Regions from separate parts of the Drosophila melanogaster genome. Here region 1 is linked to region 2. Evidence: chromatin contacts called from public HiChIP or PLAC-seq data. All regions are on one chromosome and are shown on one strand. Each heading gives the region's core, a stretch centred on a gene start, on an enhancer-like site or on the middle of the called end of the contact. The rest is flanking DNA. Distances are from core to core; before and after follow the strand shown. Region 1 holds the start of Fas2 (Fasciclin 2). Region 2 holds the start of ec (echinus).

Region 1 (2,700 bases), core at 162-2,661, 390 kb after region 2:
TTGGCAAATTGAGACATTGTTACAAAATACCCGCGAAGCAGTTTTAAATATTCATAAAGTTTCGAAAACGCTAATTATAATGAGAGACTTGGCCAGAGGGGAAGTTCTGGCAACGGTAGAGTTTTTGTGAATCTGTTCAAGTTGCACAAAGTTTAGAAGTTTTCCACTTGATATTCGTGAATTATTAATGCTGTCAAATGATTTGATTTTGACTTTCGGCGCGACCGACAAATTGTAATTACATCTGCCGTTTTGATTGCCTAGAATTGGACGAACTCAATAGGATTTTGTAGTCTTAATTAAAATATGGCTCGGTTAGGTTTGATAAAACGCAATAAACTAATTTATTAATGCGAAACTAACATCTTGTTCGAAAAACTGCCAAAAGTAAAGCGGCAAAAGTTTTCAAATAAGCACTCTATGAAGTCGATGAAGTTAATTTACCAACTTTGAGTTTATTCCGACTTGTTAACAGTTTAAACAAATATTTTTAATCACATTAAAACTTTTGCAGAAAGCCGCAGCAAACGAAATAAACTTTTTGATATGCGACATAAAGGCAATTTTGACAGACAAAGGAAAAACGAAACCGACTGAAATTGGTCGTGAAATTTGAGAATCTATTCTTTTCTATTTTTTTTTTTTTTTGTTCTGTGGTTAACATTCCAGATTAGTTGTGGAATCAATTTGCCCGGCTTTTCCTAATTCTTAACGTGTTTCTTTTTTGTATGTTTCATATTTCCTATTTGCCAGCTGCAAGCGTGAGTCAATTTCCAGTGCACACTGTTGGTAGTAACAACAATAAAGTTGGCAGCGAAGCGGGCCCAAAAACCTGTTTTCCGTTTTATTTTTCTTGCTTTTCAGGTGATGTTGCTCTTTTTTTTCATATTTGTTGTATGCACTTTTCCAACTCGATTATTGGGTGAGTTTTCAAAGGGTTTTCATGGAGGTTTTCATTGAAATAACTTTTGCACGTGACTCATTGGAATCTTGGGCTAAAACAACAAAACAGCATAGACTCAGCAGAGCGAGAGAGATACATTTGTGTATTTTTTGTCACACGCTAAAAAAAAAGTTTTGAAAAAAAAAATATGTACAAGAATGCCGCCAGTTTATTTTTGGTTTTTGTGGAGCTGTCTCGACATGTTTTTTGAGTTCTTCTCATGCACGGCCAAATAATGGCTGTTATGAGCAGTTATTATTATTATTTATTATTACCAATTTCTCATTGTTTAACTGGCACACTAACACACACGCACACGACGCGCCACGACCGTTAACACATACGGTGAAGAGAGCGCGAGAGAATGCGAGTATGAAGAAGAAGAACCACTTCTGTTGTCTCTATTTGTGTTTTTCTTTCTCTCAGCAAGCAGAGCACTCGACGCGTTGGCCGTCGAAACGTAACTGAAAGCACCGCTAGCGCTGCCGCCGCAAAATACCACAGCTATTGCCGCGCCACAAGATCTGGCAACCCCAAATGTTGCCAGCCGATGCGACGCAGCATGTTGCCAACCGAAAGTAATCAAGCAAGGGAGATGGTAGAAGTTTAAGAAGTAAAGTGCATAGATAATAGCAATTTATAAAACCGAAAATCTGAGCTCTTTTAAAATGAAATTAATTTACATAAATAACGTAATAAGTGCACAGGAATATTAATATCAGTTATTGGCCAAATATGTTTTCAGTGGAGACTAAAAGAGATGGAGAGTGTCTACCGTTAGGCGGCGAAGAATTCAGCTCTTTTCTTCTCGAGTGTCAGCAAGGTCAAACGACAATGGGCGGAGAAACTGGGCGGTGGCACTTAAGCCCCATTTCGTCACTTTTACGAGCGACTGGTGTCAGGTTTTTTGACACGTTTTTGTTGCCCAATCTTTGTGGAGCTTTGTCAACAAACTTTCAGAACGAAGCATTAAAAATGTAACTACTTTATTCGGGGGCACATTTAAAAGAGCTACACGTATGTACATATATTACGCAAAGTGTGCTATCGCGAGGAGATGATGTCTAGCTAAGGTTTTTCCGATTGATATGCAAGATGAAAATCTCACACTTCGATAAGTTTTGTAAGAATATTCGGGAACACTATCTAAACATCCTTCGAAGTTAGCAGCATGTTGCCGAAACCTCTTGCAACATTTCGAAATGAGGAAAACCAAAGTTTAACGTCTTATTTTTCGGCACAGCATTTTACGATCTTGCTGTCGAAGTAACCGACGAATGCTGGGGGGAAAATCGGGCGGGTATGCAAGACGAATTTTCCGGCTGGCAACATTTCGGATATTTCGGAGACGGCCACTTGTTGCCCGCGCAACATCGAGATTCGATTCCAAACAAAAACTTCTTTTATTTTCAATTGCCGCGCTGTCAATTAAACCAGCCTGCGGAAAAATCGTGACGAGGGGGGTGATTTTCCCCGGTTAAGTGGAAACAAAAAAAAAAATCGCAGTTACGTTTGAATGCGCTGTGTGCAATTTACTAAATGAAATTGCGTATAGATGCCAATGCGATGTATTCTGCAGTTATCATTGTTGTTTTGTTTCGTTTGTCGTTTGTGTGACGGAGCAATTTATCACCGTATACAGAGGGGATATATGTACCTACATATATCTATATACCAGCGACACCCCTCCCCCGCCAGAATCACCAATAAGTGATTTATAGGATTGTTATTTTGTCGTTGATGTCGCACTTTCGCTG
Region 2 (2,700 bases), core at 132-2,631:
AAATAACCAAATGGGCGGCAATAGCCACATGGGTGGCGGCAACTCGCAGTACTACATCACCGAAATTGATCCCATGGAGCTCGGCATTCAGATGTCGCACCAAGTGGAGCCCTCCGAGGAGGAAGTACTCTTCAGCGACGAGTTCAACCTTAACTACTTTGGCTATAATCCGGGTAGCGATATCGTCGCTTGACCGCGCAGACAACAGACTCCAGTTTCAGCTCCTCCAGCTCCCGCTCAGCCAAGCAATTGAATTACCCATATATATATATATATATATATATATATATACATATATGCATACTTGTATATATATTGCTCGATCTTGCTCCATTCCATGACAACAATCGTAATTGTAGCCGATCTACTCATAAGCCAACTCTAAACAAATACTAGTCACACTTGAACAACACTTACATGTAACCACCTAAATCAAACCCTACTTACCGTTTACCATTTAGACCATATGTATAGTCTAGTCTTCAGTGTACCAAAAACACACCTAATCCTTATTTTTTTTTGTCTATACTTTAGTTGAATATTTAGCCGATAAGTAGCTTTCTAGCCCTAAGTACTTATTCGTATATCTGCTCAAGTATCTATTTGCAGAGATTACATACATAGATCTTGCTCCTCTTCGAATTTAGTTAAGTGTTTTTACATGTAGCTGAATATTCGTGAATACTACCAGGCAGAATGATATCCACTCCACTAAGATGTTAACAAAAATTGGAGTTATAGAGCAGTCGAAGTAGTACTAATCCTATGAGTTGGGGAAAGTGTTTATAGTTTCCCTTACCCAAGTCCGTAGAACTAATGGCACCTAACTGGTTTTTTTCATTATGGCAAAATATACCTTTTTTTTATTAAAACCATTTGAAAAACAATTTTTTCGGATTACAAATTGAAAGGCTAAAAAGGTAGAAAGCCACATTTGGGTACATTTCATTTACTTCCGCCGCCGAAAAAGTGTTTGGAGAACTGAACGGTTACACTATCAGCGGTAAAGTCTCCAAGTGGGTTTGAGCCTTGGCTAAAGCAAGTGGCCGATCTCTCCGCTGGTTGATGTTTTTACCGAATGCTCATTGCGTTTCTCCACAATCGCGAAAAAGTGTTTGGAGAACTGAACGGTTACACTATCAGCGGTAAAGTCTCCAAGTGGGTTTGAGTCTTGGCTAAAGCAAGTGCCCGATCTCTCCGCTGGTTGATGTCTTTACCGAATGCTCATTGCGTTTCTCCACCATCGCGTTTCTCCACCATCGCGATTCTTCACCATTTCGTCTCTCCACCATCTCGTCTCTCCACCATCGCTGATCTCCACTGCTTTTTCAATCAGTCGTTCTTTGCTCTCGAAACCGAACGGACGTACCGATTTGCTGGCGGTTTGTTTTGATTCATAGCGGCTGCCCTGACTTTGTTTGCATTTGCTGACAGTGTCTTTGCATTTGCATTTGCGCAGTTGCCACACAGTTGTGTTTTTGTTGACGTGCGCGTGTGTCTTTGATAGTTTGTTTGTCTTTGCGAGGCCAAACCACTAGTTGCTGGATGGCTTTTGCCTGTTTTGCCAAAAAAAAAAAAACCAAACCGCGATTGCAAACCTGAATAATGAAGATGAAGATGAAAAATAAATAGTGGCCGAGTTGAGTTTGTTTTTGTGTGTTTGCTGAGTTTTTTGAGTTTTTGTTCAAGTGAAAGCGTGTGAAAAGTGGCCAACTCTCGGTCCAAAGCCCTCTCGCACTCTCTTTTGGCTCTCTTTTGGCAAGGGAATTTATAATATACAATAAACTCAAGACCAGACATCCACCGATATCCAGCGATATCCAGCGATATCCATATCCTGCCTTGCGGCCAGCCGAAAACTTCCGGTCAACATGCAACCGCAATTGTTGCATAGCCGCAGCCTCCGCCCTTCATTGCCACGATCTCCATCATCATATTAGCCACAGGTGTAGCCAGGTAAGTGAAAACCTATACCTATACCAAATCGCCATAACCATGCCGGGTTATGACATCCAGCTAATCTGATTAGGTTTGGGGGGGGAGTAGTTGATATCTGAGATTCGAGATTGGAGGCACTGTGCGCTGGGAATCCATCAATCATTTACTCAATCGCTGATCCGCCTGGGAAGTGATTTTCTACGGTTTGCCAGGGAAAAGAGAATCCCCAAGGAAAGAAAATGACTTCTAGACAGGCGTCATTTGACCGGTGATCAGGGTTTCCCGTCAAAGGTGAAACAAATTTTCCGCATGCCATTGAAAACTTGCTGTTCGAAGACCGGAAACAGAAACTTTAAAAATGGGTTTCCTTTAAAATGATTTACATTATTAGCAGTATTAATCATCGAGTTACTTTAGTTAGGCCGAATTTCGACACCGATACTAAAGATCTTTTATGAAAACCTTCAGATGCACAAAAACCGAAAACAGATTCATGGCTTCTGAAGGTCTGTACACAGCGATTCTCTCCGCCAATTTTGCCGGGCTCTTTTTATTTTGGATTGTTCTGGTTTCACATTTTTGGCAAACGTTTTTTATAATGTTTGTTGCTCCGGCTTCTTTGGCTGTCATTTCATTCGGAGACAAGTAGTTGGGGCTTTCTGGGTCAGTATTATATACTAATGTATGTACATACATTCGTGATGGTCGCGTTTTTTTTTTTTGATGTTTCAAGAGTAACTGATTGATGGCAAAGTTTTTGCT

What was found. HiChIP or PLAC-seq counts read pairs in DNA pulled down with a chosen protein or histone mark.
Region 1: a contact with region 2 is called in a CP190 HiChIP or PLAC-seq map of the Kc167 cell line, with 4 times the contacts expected there. The contact joins the promoter of Fas2 here to the promoter of ec in region 2. A contact is called at or near these places in 4 of 107 Hi-C or Micro-C datasets (all in the S2 cell line) and 1 of 6 datasets of contacts at active chromatin or transcription factors (the Kc167 cell line).

The regions. Positions count from the first base shown.
Region 1 is chrX:4,204,682-4,207,381 of dm6, forward strand. It overlaps Fas2 (Fasciclin 2), which reads right to left and starts at 1,412. Exons shown (of 10, transcript NM_001272308.2): 1 at 1,219-1,412.
Region 2 is chrX:3,810,317-3,813,016 of dm6, forward strand. ec (echinus) reads left to right here and starts at 1,382. Exons shown (of 6, transcript NM_130722.4): 1 at 1,382-1,956. It overlaps fd3F (forkhead domain 3F), which reads left to right. Exons shown (of 5, transcript NM_166991.3): 5 at 1-724. The coding sequence ends at 193.